3 separate regions of the Mus musculus genome follow, and regions 1 and 2 are each linked to region 3. A link is a contact called in public Hi-C and HiChIP or PLAC-seq data. All regions are on one chromosome and are shown on one strand. The core of a region is the stretch at or near the end of the contact, and the rest is flanking DNA. Distances in the headings are between cores, read along the strand shown. Region 1 has its middle 22 kb from the start of Gm31813. Region 2 has its middle 36 kb from the start of 7530428D23Rik. Region 3 has its middle 220 kb from the start of Gm31610.

Region 1 (4,493 bases), core at 1,079-3,578, 720 kb before region 3:
ACAGTGAGATGAGGATCGCTATTAGTGGAAACCCCTTGTGAGTGTTGCTTTTCAAGGTAGCTAAATCTTCTTTAGTTCAATCTAAAATAATGAAAGCCCTGCTTTATTCAGGCCTAAGGTACATACACATGGCAGAAACATGTTCTCCTCACTTCCTGGGTTAAAGGTGAGACTGCTGAGGGAAGAGCAATGAGGAAACAACTCATGACCACAGAAAGGGGTGTCAGTCAAGACTGTTTCCTTATGTAACAGTGGATAGTGAGATAACGGCTCAGGGTTTGCGTTAGACTTTAAACTCCAACGGACGAAGCTGTTGCCTCCCACGGCGTCTCTGTGTGCAGATGTCACAACCACCCTCCCTGGAGGAAAGGAACATGAGAGAAGATTTGGGGAAGAAAAGCCACAGCTCAAGGAACTGAAAAGGAGTTGTTGCCTTCCAGGCAAGTGTGTAGGCTAGGGAAGGCCCCGAGCAGAGCATGCTGTGTGTGTTAGGAGCCTGACGACTTGGACCATGTGAATTTTCTCATTTCTTGTTACTTCTAATGCTATTGATCAACTGTGTGAAGGGAACTTTCTCTGCACCTTCTGCTTTCACAGTAAGAGCCCAATATTCATGTCTGGTTTTGGTAGTGAGTCTAGACTAACAGTGAGATGGGTAAGGGAAAGAGAAAACCTCCCCCCCCCCTCCCCTTTGTGGTTAATGGTGTCAGAGGCTGTAGGAGACTGGCAGGTGTTTAGAAACCAGCGTGAGTCATTCTGCATCTCAACTTGGCTGGGCTATGGGGCTGCATATTCAGTCAAGCATTATTTTAGATGTTTCTGTAACATCTTTGGGTGAGATTAACATGAAAACCAATGGATTCTTTGTGCAGCAAGAATACTTTTTATGACATGGTGGGTTCCGTCTAGTCAGCTGAAGGTCTTACTAAAGACTGATGCTGACCCGAGAAGTTTAGATTTAGTAAGGCCCCATAATCACGTGCATTAGTTCCTGAGGAGATACTTACTCCTCTAACCCTCATCTGTAGGAGGTTCAGCTCGCTAACTTGGAAGCTCTTTCTACAGTCAACCATAATGTAGAGATTGTTCCAGCAAGAGTTCTGAAATCAGGAAAAATACAACAACAACAAATTTAAATGCCCAAATATCAGAGGCTATTTATTTTATTCAGTCCTTTCCCTTGTTTTAAATCAGGGTCTCAAGTTGTCTGGTTTCCTTTGATATTTCTATATAGTTTAGGATGACCTTGCAGATATGTGCCACCACAATCCCTTTACACAGTGCTGGGGATTGATCCTAGGTCTTTGTGCTCATTCGACAAGTACTCTGCCAACTGACATACATCCCTCAGCCCTCATCATCAGCTTTTGACACAGAATTTTTGGCAGGGTACCTGTTGGCTTGGTACAGAATGTGTCTGTCCCCTGAGCCAACATCTTCTTAAAATGGCAGACGAAAATAAACCCAGCTGAGTTGGAGATAGTCATCCTGGCAACCACACATCTACTTTTTCCTGGAACATCAACTCTTAGGCAAGGACTATTTGCCTCTGTGCTAACTCAGGACCAGGACCAAGTCCTAGAGAACACCCCGTACCTCTGATGACTCTGAGAATGGACTCTGCCAGTGTAAGTGACTGGACTTGGCTTGGAACTCAGTGTTTTCTCAATTGCAGATCTTCACAAAGCTTGTGTTAATTGTTCTCCTACAACAGATAAGCCTAAGGTGTCCTGTTTAAGGAAATGTTCCTCTTTGAAAAAACTGCCTGTACTATAAACCCCTCCCTGAGGGGAGGACGAGAAATGTGCCCAGCTCCAAGATGTGGCCAGACAGCATTGTACAGCCTGGTAACTCTAGTCAGCCCCACCTTCAAGGATCCAAGTTCAGCAGAGGTGAAGAGTGCTTTCGTTCTGGTCACTCATTCACCAGGGGAAGCTGGACACCATCCGGTGAACCTGGTCTTGTGAAATCAGACAACCTAATTGCCCTTTACAGCTTGGTAAATGATATACTCCAACTGTGAGGGCTAAAGTTATATTTTAAGTTTTAATTCCTGTGCTGAAGGGATCTATAAAACAAAAATGTCTCTAACCTATAATGCAGATAACTTTCTCTGCCCACGGACAGATAACTTCCTGGATTCTGGGGGCTACTATTCATGCAAGATAACAAGCCATGAAAATGTTTTCACTTCTGTAAACAAGGTTGGTTGCTTCAACTTCTCAGGATGTCCTTAATCACATGGACCAGGAAGTACATAGGCAGGATGTATGCTTACCCCCAAGGCAGCAAATACACAGCCTTGTAGGTTGTGCCTTTATAATCACCAGATTAGCACAGTGTGAGGCCGTTTTCTGGGAATCCTGAGTATGGATCTGGGTAGAGTCCATAGTCTTGGCCAGCATTTAATAAAACTTACTTTAATTTTGGCTCAAAAATTGGGATAATGGTCCTATTCTCTCCCAGTAGGATCAACAGTAGGGCTCATAAAAGTTAATCCAGACCCAGGCTTCCAAGCTGATACCCTGGGTGATGAGCAGAGTGTCTAGTTGTCTAGCTGTGGATAGGACAAAAACCCTCAGAGGTTTCTACACCACTCTTGGAATCTTTGGAGAGGCCTTATATGCTGCCTCAGTAACTTAAGTGCTGGGACGGGGCATATAACTCAGTTGTAGAGTGCTTGCTTTGCATTCACGAAGCGCTGGCATCTGTCTCGGCACCATGTAAGTAAGGAACTGTAACACATTCTTGTGATCCTCTAATTTTGGAGGTAGAGGAAGAAGAATCAGTGTTCTTGGTTCTCCTCAACTATGTAATTAGAAGGGTCATCTAGGCCTAGGTAATACTCACTAAACTAAAAACCAAGGCAAATAACAACAACGAAAACCAACACAGATTCCATACACATCGGAAAAGCAGACTCTGGAGAGATTTCTAGAATGTTCTCCAATTTGGTTCATTCTCCAGGTTTTTGTTCTGTTTTGTTTTGTTTTTTACTTTCCAACTAATGAAACTATTTTATGTTGACAGCTAAAGTGGTTGGCTTTAGTGATTTTTTTTTTATTTCTTTTGGGTTGTTGAGCTTTGATCTTCCTCTTGGGGTATGACTTACAGTGGGCAGTGGCACCGTACTCTCAGTTTGTGGTCAGCCTGGGATCACAAATGTGAGCAACCAATACTCTCCAGCATGGTTGCTTAGCTGGTTTGTCCAGTAGGTGATGGGTGTTAAGTGATATTTTCATCTACTGAGGGGCTTATCAGGATATGATCTCATTGTGGTTGAGTAGCATCGTTAATTGTTTTGAAAACACTATTAACTATGGATTCCTTAAGACTTAATCTGTGTCAATTTATTTACATATGTTGCCTGTTTAAATCTTAACACATTTCACATCCAGTAGTCTTATTCCCCTAGAATCAGCAAAAAAGCAATGGTGTTACATAGCCACAATACCAGAATCATTATTCACTCTCTGTCGTGTGTGTGTGTGTGTGTGTGTGTGTCCTTATGCAGAGGCCAGAGAAGAGTATAGTATGTCTTTCTCTGATGGTTTCAGTTCCTTGAGACACTGTCTCCCACTGAACCAGAAGATTAGCATTTAGTTGGAGTTGCCTGGCCAATGAACTTTCAGAATCTGCCTGTCTCTACCGTGCAAAGCTGAGGGTATACAAGAGAGCAGCCAGCCATGCCTGGCTTTTTACTTGCATGTTGGAGATTTGATCTCAGGTTTTCATTCTTGCAAAGCAGGAGCTCTTAGCCATTGGGCCTCTTGAGAGGCATTATTTAAAATCAGGAGTACCTGCTACCACTACTCACATGTTGGAATCCTGCTCCCTGAAAGGCAGTGTCTGGGTCATTTCCCTGGTTTACCTTGAAGGTAAACTGCAGCCAGGGCAGTTTTACCAGGGGAAAGTAGGAGTGGGTGGAAGGTCCACTTTTTTTTCCTTGGAAAGATTCTGCAGCTCTGTATGGAAATCAAGAATGCAGGAAATAAGAATAACTGAATTTTGAGTCATCTTTGGTAAGCACTGTGTCAAATTTTAAATGGCAAGAAGCTAGCTGGGGAAGAACACAGTATTTTTAGAAGCTGAAATTTATTTTAACCAAACAAGTTAAAGAGCATGTGTTACATCTCCACTCCTGCTAGGATCTTTCAGATGACTCCTGCTGTGTTTTAAGAAAGAAACTGCTTAATGAAACTTACTATTTTGTAGGGTAACTAAAAAGGTTAATAATGGGGAAAAAAGGAAAGCTGTTCCTTCCATTAAGAACTGCAAAGTTGTTTTATTTTGCTTAACATTTCTTTATTCAGTGTGTGTTTGGAACAGCAGGGGGTGGGGAGGCTCTTGTTGGCTGGAGCACCTGAGCAGAGGTCAAGGGACCTCTGCTGCCTCTTTCTGCCACGTGGGCTCTGGGTATTGGAAGCGCTGTTGTACAACAAATCACCTTGCCAGCCTTGCTTGGATGTTTTTGAAAGTCACCCAAATTCTTT
Region 2 (4,521 bases), core at 665-3,164, 570 kb before region 3:
AAGGGGCATCTCAAAGGGATTGTTATATGTAGACTCCCATAAAGCTGTCATTGCTGGTAGAGAGCAAAGTGGTTGGGAAGCTAGATCACATACATCAAAGGCAGTTTATAATGCTTTAAACACTACGTCCTGAAAAGCAAGGGCCACCAAGTGTTAAGAAGCAGAGGTGAGTGAGCCTGTGATCCTCAGGCTTTCTACCTGCAGTTGCCAAGAAAGAGTGACTAAAGGGAGATGGGGGTCTCAGCAAAGACAGGTAGCTCCTTTGAGCCAATAAGATGAAGTGGAGAGGAGCTGAGGTGGAATTTTCAGCGTTGGTGATCTGGAGAGGGGGTATACCAGGAACCAGTGAAGCACTCCGCAGGAATGTGTAGCTGAGTGCTGACCCATGATACATCATCTTCAGGCTGGGGATAGATCCACCTAGAGGGGAGGAATGAATAGCCTGGAAAGGTCTGTATTATTCCGGGCCTACTGCTTGGAAGCTCAGGACTCGTGGGGCAAGCTGGATAGCACACAGAGGGATTTTCCTTGGTGACCGGGCAAAGGTAGTTAGTTCCTGAGAAACAATAACTAAAAGGAAATGTGTACTAAAACGACCACAAATTGCAATATGTGGACAAACATGAGACTCCCCCTTCCTTAGTTTAGAGTCTCAAGAAAATAGTCAAGGAGTAGGGGTGCAACTGAAATGGTAGAACATTTGCCTAGCAAAGGCATGTACAGGGCATGTACAGGACCTGTTCAAGGCTCCATTCCCAGCACTGCTCACCAACAAAATGTAACTGGCTGCTTGCAGTTACACAAATATCACATATTATTGTGGAATTAAGAACAAATATCTGACATCAAAATGGTGTAAAACCTGGAAACAGAAGATCGGAAGGATACCATCACCACATCCTTGTACCACATGTGAACTTGAGCTCAGAACTGGTTCATTGCCAATGAGTGTACACAGGGATGTAGTGACATTTGAGGTGGCCCAACTCTGTAAAGTGTATTTACAAATGTCACTTACAAAGAGGATAAGGGAATACTTTAGAGAAGGTATTTGCTAGAAGAAAGATGCAGTTTGAATGAAAATGGCTCCATAGAGTCAGAGGAAGTGGCATTATTGCAGGTGTGGTTTTGTTGGAGTAGGTGTGGCCTTGGAGAAAGTGTGTTAACTGGTGTGGGTTCTGAGGTTTCAGATGCTCAAGGTAGTCCCAGTTTCATTGTTTCTCCCTACTGCCTATAGATCCAGGTAGAGAGCTCTCAGGTACCTCTTCAGCACCAGGTCTGCCTACATGCCACCATGATTCCCACCAGGATGATAACACAGTAAACCGCTAATGGTGAACTTTCTATCCCTGTGGAACTCTTTCTTCCTTAAGTTGGCTTTGGTCCTGGTGTTTTATCACAGCAACAGAAAGGTAACCAATACAAACACTGAGCCTGTGGCTCTACAAGTGATAAAAATTCTCCATGTGTAATTAGAAGCTAGCCAGTTCCCTGTGGCACTTTCAGTGATTCTTGGGGTAACAGTAGGAAAAGGTGACTTTGTTTGGGTTCTCACTGAGGCTTCAGAGGAGAAGAAAACACGTTTATTTCCCCTGTGGACAGGCTGCTTATTTGTCTGCCACAGCTGCTGGTGGAAAATGATAAAACTCATTTCCATCAGGCGATATCTGGAACACTCAGGTCAGTTGAAGTTCAACAGAACACATTAGCTCATCATCGACATCCACTTGGGTCAAGGAGGTTTTAACTTTGGAAATTGAGATTACAGGATGGTCTATGGTGACTCCTGAAAAGCATCAAACTTTTGAAAGTTTAGGGGAAGCAATTATTATAAACAAGCACACAACATTTCATGCATTACATCATAGAAGCCACAACTGAAAATGCAGATGGAGAACCACAGCAGCTGCACAAACATGACTCAGTAGTTTTAAACTGTGCCACTCCTGCTAATTGTTCAAACCAAAGACCCTAATCCATAGGAAATCACACTCAGTGACACAGAGGCAGTGTTAGTACTTTTCTGTGTGGTATATGTTCATATGTGCGTGTCTGTAGGAAAGAGATTTATGTTAGGTGTCCTCTAGTACTGTCTACTTTTTTACTTATTGACTGATTGATAGATTGAACTAATTGAATGCATATGAGTGCTCATACATATGTATGTGCCTATGGAGGTCAGAGGACAACTTTGGGTGTTGGGTCTTACCTTCTACCTTGTTGGTTCTGGAGGCTTCTGTCAGGTGTGAAACTTGGAGGAGTTTGCTGAACCATTGTACTGACATATTTTGAGCCATATTTTCTCGCTGAGCCTGGAAGTCACTGAGTCAATTAAACTGACTGACCAGCAAGCTTCAAGAGTTTGGGAGGTCTGTAATGCAATCCTTAGCATTGGATTTACAGAGTAGTGTTTTATGGGGATCTGAACTCAGTTCCTCACAGGTATGCATCATGTACTTTACCATCAAGGCCTATACTTAGTGTCTTTCCTGGCCCCTTCCACCAGCCCACTCCTGAGACCCTTGCTCTGGGAGGGGTTACCTTACCAGCCCCACCTGAGAGCCTTGAATCTGATGATAAAGGACACACACTCAGCTTGCTACTTTTCAGCTTGCCTTTTGTGGCACAATTGCTGGGCACAGATACCTCCTGCCTGGAAATGTGTGCCCTTATCAATTTATCATCTCCATCTCTCCTTCCACCCTAAATTTAGTGGTTTGTTTCAGCTAGCCCTCTGACAATATCCTTGGACCCTGTCCTTAATGGAGACTGCAGGCCTCAGCTGCCCCAAGACCTTACATGACTGCTGTTTTCTTCTCATTCCAATGCATGGCAGAAAAAGCCCCTCTCTTTTTCCCTGCATTTCCCACTTCTCTTGGGACCCAGAAGAAAAATGTACCCACCTGTACCTTCCTCCCAGCAATTAGCTCTTGGTCTTCTTTATTGATAAATCAAGAACCAATTAGGGAACTATATCAGTACACTCACCTGCCAACTTTAGGACTTGCTGGGCTTCTCTAGAGTAGAACCTATGTGTTGTTGGCCTATACTTCCCTAAAAGTGACTTCTGTTACTTAGGTTGTTGCTTAGACCCATCCTCAACTATGCCCAGCACTAACTGATGAACTGACTCTCAGAGAGAGGTGTGACCAGTCGAGCAGGGATGTCCAGATACAATTCATGTGTAAGGGGAATTGATATGGCAGCAAGGTGTTTTATTTGAGACCTCTGAGATATTGCTAGTCTTTTCATACATTCACGTACCTTTGTGGAAATAAATGAAAATAACGGGAAGGGAACTCTTCTGGGACAGTTTTATCGGTTACTCAAACCAATTCCATGAAAAGGGACTTGTAAAATGGTCCAAGTGTGATGCCTTGCTGCCCAAAGCACTGAATGAGTTCTTTGAACTTAAGAAGACCTAGACTAAGATTCCATCTTTCGTATATTTACTATTCTAACCTTTTATGCTAGTAATCTTTTTCCTTTATAATCATAAGGGCTTACATTTGACATTTATTTTCAATCATCCTGTAATGACTCTAAAACTGAAATACCCCTTGCCTACCAGAATCATGTTTGGAACCTCCAAACCTGGATTACTATTGCCTGGCCATGCCAGCATACAACGTGCCAACTGCTTCCTTGGCATGCTCTTGAGTTCTGTTTGTTCTTACATGAATCCACAAAGACAGAGCTCACAGATGTTCCAAAAGGGAAAGCTGAGGGTGAGGGTTGCTAAATGATTCATTAGGTCATTGCTCTAGCAGAAAGCTCCAGTACTTAAAAACACATTTCAGAAGAATCTAGTAAAAGGGAGGCCATTAGGAAATGGTGAGGTTAGATTTATTTAGGGGCCATTTGAAACCAAGAAAATAGAACATCTCTTGAGCAGTATGTTCTGAAGGACACCAAACCATAGAAATCATTTGGGAAATTTCTAGAACTTAGTAAATTTGTATGAAGACATATGGAAAGGAAACTTTTATTTGAGAATATGTGATATTGACTTTCAGTCAGGCAAGTATGTAACATATACTTGATTTAACACGAAGGGCCTTAATTTATATAATTCTGGATTAGGGATTTTTAGTGTTTTGTAGCTAGCTAGGCATTGCTACCAGGAAATGTAGTTAGATGAAAACAAACTTAAAACCTATGATCTCAATTTTAAGTTTCATTTATCTGAGTATTATTTATTTATACTGAGAAAACATTTAATCTGGATGATTCAAGTTTTACTAGATACCATTACCTCTCAGGGTTTTGCTGGGAATAAAGAGAGTGATGACCTTGTCTGTTGGAACACAATCCAGGAATGAAGATTGTGTGAGGAGATTTCTGAGACCTTGTGAGAAAAACAAGACAGGAGTCATGTGACATCAGTTTTCTCAAAACACTAAATTGTCCCTGGAATGTGTTTTTATGCTCTTAACAGATAAGAGTGAATTTACTTCAGCCATTGTTTGTCACCTGCCTCTATGGAAAAACATGTTTTCCCCATGTGCCTCTTGTCTTTGT
Region 3 (4,624 bases), core at 1,823-4,322:
ATAATTTCCAGATTTTTTTCTTCCTCTTATTTTTCATTCTTACATCTGAAATGAACACTATATCTAGTAAGATAGCTCAGAAGATAGACCATGTAAGGATGGCTTTGATCTTTAGCATAATAGTATAAGTTTATAATCTCAGCACTGGCAATATAGAGGCAAACAAAAAGCTTTGGTTTTGCTGGCCAACTAGCCTAGTTGACAAGCTACAGGCAACTGAGAGACCATTGAGAGAAGCAGAGACAGAGGTAGAGAGAGAGACAGGGAGACAGAGAGACAGGGAGACAGGGAGACAGAGAGACAGAGAGAGAGGCAGAGGCTGAAACAGAGACAGAGAAGGAGAACAGAGTTTCAGAGACAATACCAGGAGATTTGTTTTGCTGTTCTGCACAAACATGCTTGAGCACTTGCACAAACAGAAACTTTGCACATGCAAGTGTAAGTGTGCACCCCTACCCACCGCTTACATACACAGGAAGGAAAATTAATTGGGAAGAAAATATGAGCAAGCATATTTTGTTTCTTTTCCAATTGCACTCCTCTCAAGTGCCAATTCTCTTCATTCAAGACACAGGGGAACTGCAGCTGTTTGAGAGTGGGCAGAAGCGGGATGGAATTACACGGACACCACCATATGTGTATTGTGTAGAGTCCCTTGATTATTCAAAAAACTTCTTGAAGCTTCCTAGAAAGAATTATTGTTTCAAAGATTTGTGCCACATTTTCATAATAAAATTATTCAGGAAAAATGCTTTTCTGTAAATATTCTCTATATTCTCACAAACTTCTGAGACTTTGGGGTCAAAAATCAGGGCAAAATTTGTGTTAATTACACACCAACACACATGAGAAATGATTTTATTCATCCACGGGACCCTCAGAACTATTGTGATTCTCTCTGGAAAGTTTCTTTAGTGTACCCCTATGATTTTCTCTCAAATCCTCTTCTACAGACCTGAAAACAGTGCGTGGAAAGCCCACATTTGCTATGGGCATTCTGTTACTGTGATAGAGCAGCCACTGAATTAATTCAGTTGGCATTCAGGTAGGCTCTATGCCCTTCAAGACTTATTTTATTTGTGAATGTAACACCATAAGTGACCCAAATCATATACTATAAACGTCTTGGGTGTAAGTAGAATAGTTTCTGAGAAAGCATGACGACCTGAGTTCAATCCAAACTAGTCATGTCAAAACTAGAGAATGGAGTTGAACACTTGTAATCCTAGCACTGGGGAGGCTGAGACAGGAGTCAATTTAGCCAAATTAGTGAGCTACTTTCAGTGAGAGACCCTACTATAAAAAGCAAGATATATAGAGAGACTGAAGAAGACACTGGGAACCAACCTCTGATGTCCATACACATACACATGTACACATGTTCATCTTTAAAAAACACATTAGCATGCACATGTATACACACACACAGACACACACATACAACTTGTGATAGCACATCTGAATAATTTAAATGTTCAATTATTTTCAAAGTGAAAGTTTGCACACTTCCTATTGAGTGAGATGACTTAATCAACAAATTCCTTGAGATTATTTTAATAATTAATCTGAATTATCACGTGGAAATTTTGTTTTACTTTTTACGTGTCTATTTTCTTTGAAGTTCAAGCATACTGCTGGAACACCAATTAGAAGAAAATTGGATGTTATTTAATACAAATTAATATTGTTGAAGTTGTGCAGTTTCAACACTTAGTAGCCTGTGACTGGAGAACTACTATGAATTCTGGGATAGCTTAGACAATTACCTGCCAATCAGAGGCACAGCAAGACTTGGTCTCAAAGAAAAAAAAATCTCCTCATCCACTAACAACAAAAATCTGTATATGGTTTACTCTGATTGGCCATGACAAACAAAAGGCAAAGGTGATTGAAATTCCATCTCTCTGTGATAATGGAACCCAGGCCGACAAATCTCAGTTCAGAAGTCATGTCACTTTCTAGGTCACTAGCCAATAATTAAAGTCCTTAGAGTCTGAGGAGAAGGCTCCCAGAGGGAGACTGGAGAGGCACTACAGACCCTCTTCTAGCTGCTCTCTATCCCAGTTTTCTCCTCTCAATATGAATTGGCGAAGCAGAAGCAGCCCAGTTCCATTGTGTAATCTTCCCCAGGAAAACCTCAGAGAATGTGTTTATGGGAACATGAGAACTGTTAATGAGGTTGAGAGGGGAACAGGCAAGATAGAGAGAGTAGTCGAGGGGTGAAAAGAGCTATCGTATCCCTAGAAATCACTGAGGTGACTGCTATGTCACCTACATCAAAGGCATACATGATATTGTGCTTGGCAGTCCACCTTTGGTCCTTGGCATGGCTCAATACCACTCACTGATGGAGTCTGGCACAGGATTCTCAGGGCCATTTGGTTTTCATGACTTTTTTGATGATGAGACTTGGAATTGCTGAAGCCCTGCATGGGTCTGGGGTCAGTATGTGCTTGCATTAACAGCCCTGATTCCTCGCTGCTAGGTTTCCACAGTATGTATGTGTCTCTCAAATGGCAAGCACACAAAGACTCAAAGAGAGCACACACTGTACTTATAAACAGAAGTAAACAGAGCACAGGCTGGCTAAAATTTCATCTTATGACACTGAGAATGTTCTAAGTTTATAGTTTAATGTACAGAATGTACAAAATGTTAAGAAGCAGATTAAAGTAGTCTTGGCAGGCCTGAGATTTAGATTTCCCACCATTTGAACAGAGCAAGGTTAGAAAGGCGAGGGCTTCTCTTTTACTGATTCTTTCATAATATTCACACTGTTCTCCTTTCACAGTCTAATGCGTCTGTCCCTCATGATGTATCCCAACTGTTTGTTAGGGCCACTGTCATACAGAAAGCGTGGAAGAGTGAAGAAAGGCCTGATTGATCACAAGGTCCTATCAGATGTCAAAGCTGGCTCTGGATGACCTCGCATCAACCCAGAGCTGCCTGATTTGATCTTTACAGGAGCGGCTTCTCCTGGCTGGCAGTTCTATCTGGAAGCCATGCGTCAGCACTGAGCTATGACCTGAGTCATGCTGCATTCATCTTATCTGAAGGAAGGAAATAAAACTAGAGGGTTGAAAGAGGGGAGTGCTCAAAATACATACACATTAACTGAAGCCTTCTGTGTGGGTGCATTCTAGGAGCTTGAGCAACATTAAAAATGATATGAAAATGTAACTATCTTGACTCCAGTGGTATAGCATGGAAATGTGCCTCCCTCTACTGCCCCTCAGTCCTCGCCTCTTTCTTCCTGCCTCTGTTTCTAGCAACCTCATAACCTCATGCAGCTGATCTCAACAAGGCTCAATGGGAAAGAGGAGAACATTTCATAAATTTTCTAGTATCTTTAGAAATGCTGCCTTTAAGAATATCACCAAATCTTAATAATCTGCATGGTAGTTAGTGGTTGAAGACACAGAGCAGATAAACATGTTGCTAGACAACTGCAGCTCGATGCTTATCACCATTGGATCAATGGAAATCCATCTTTCAAAAATTACAAAAAAATCATCAAAACTCAAAATTTGGGAGAAAGTATTATACCAATCATGACACATTGATGTCATATGAATTTGTACATTTTTTATTTAATTCTACTTTTCTTTGCAGAAATTTGAACATGGAGCTTCACATGTGCTAGGTATATCAAGCTAAACTTCCAGCTTTGTGCTTTGTTTTCAATATATTTTCTAATGCTCTAATTACTTCTATTGGCCTTTTAAGAGAATCACCCACACTAGAAACTAAACAAAAGATTACTTCCTTAGTTATTTGTTATAAAATAAACTTAGAAAACTATGTTATTTTCTAAAGGTGCCCCTAAGCCACAGTGCGGACATTCATTCTAGGCTTCACCAAAGAGTTAAGTAGGCCTGGCCTGCTATAAAAAGGGCTGTATACCCCCTGCTTGTGCTCTGTGACCTTTCTCTCCCTCGGACTCTCTTCTTTCCCTTACCCATTTCTCCTTCTCTCCCCTCCCCCCTCATGTTCCTGGCTGCCTGCTTCTTCCCCTTCCCCTTCCCCTTCCCCTTCCCCTTCCCCTTTCCCCTCCCCCTCCCCCCTCTCTCTTTCTCTCTCTGTCTCTACTCTTTTCTCTGTCTTTACTCTTTTCCCATGCCCCATTCTACACTATACCCATCCTATGGCTGGTCCCTCGGGGAGAGGTTGATGCTTCAGCAGGGGCCCACTGGGGCACCCTTCCCACTTCACTATACTGTGTTCTACAAAACATATACTTGCCTTTTTATAAAACACAACATTTGGTGCCAACACTCAGATTTACAAACTTGCAAGTTCATATTTTCCAACGCAACATGGACTTTCTAGCCAGTGGATCGGTAGACCTCCATCCAAACAGTGGTAAATTGGTAAGCTTCACTACCCATTCCTCAGCATAAATGACCCCTGGTTGCAAGGAGGGCTTTTGGGCTCTCAGCCACTCTCTGGTGTCTTTGAGGATGAAGGTATTCACAGTTATGACTGGCCTTCTAGCTGACTCCTCATTTTAGGATCCTTTCCCCTGGGTGAGAGTTTTCTCTCTCCTTGAGGCGGTTTATTTATTGCTCCTGGGAAATCTTAAGCCTAGGTGCACCGTTCTCTCAATGCCACAAAAGTTCAGCCC

The links. Hi-C and Micro-C count contacts between places; a contact is called where the count stands out from the background. HiChIP or PLAC-seq counts read pairs in DNA pulled down with a chosen protein or histone mark.
Region 1: a contact with region 3 is called in a FOXA1 HiChIP or PLAC-seq map of pancreatic cancer cells. The contact joins two enhancer-like sites. A contact is called at or near these places in 1 of 484 Hi-C or Micro-C datasets (psoas muscle) and 2 of 115 datasets of contacts at active chromatin or transcription factors (heart atrium and pancreatic cancer cells).
Region 2: a Hi-C map of the C2C12 cell line shows a contact between it and region 3, with 1.9 times the contacts expected there. The contact joins two enhancer-like sites. A contact is called at or near these places in 2 of 484 Hi-C or Micro-C datasets (the C2C12 cell line and the HL-1 cell line).

The regions. Positions count from the first base shown.
Region 1 is chr3:21,984,091-21,988,583 of GRCm38.p6, reverse strand. No RefSeq gene overlaps it. Among named protein-coding and RNA genes, the nearest start is that of Gm31813, 22 kb to the right of the region's middle. Within about 2 kb of position 2,328, at least 104 of the 459 cell types and tissues checked have an H3K27ac peak or open chromatin away from gene starts, as enhancers often do. A contact at or near this core is called in pancreatic cancer cells, where this site is marked.
Region 2 is chr3:21,834,869-21,839,389 of GRCm38.p6, reverse strand. No RefSeq gene overlaps it. Among named protein-coding and RNA genes, the nearest start is that of 7530428D23Rik, 36 kb to the right of the region's middle. Within about 2 kb of position 1,914, at least 17 of the 459 cell types and tissues checked have an H3K27ac peak or open chromatin away from gene starts, as enhancers often do. A contact at or near this core is called in the C2C12 cell line, where this site is marked.
Region 3 is chr3:21,266,964-21,271,587 of GRCm38.p6, reverse strand. No RefSeq gene overlaps it. Among named protein-coding and RNA genes, the nearest start is that of Gm31610, 220 kb to the left of the region's middle. Within about 2 kb of position 3,072, at least 48 of the 459 cell types and tissues checked have an H3K27ac peak or open chromatin away from gene starts, as enhancers often do. A contact at or near this core is called in the C2C12 cell line and pancreatic cancer cells, where this site is marked.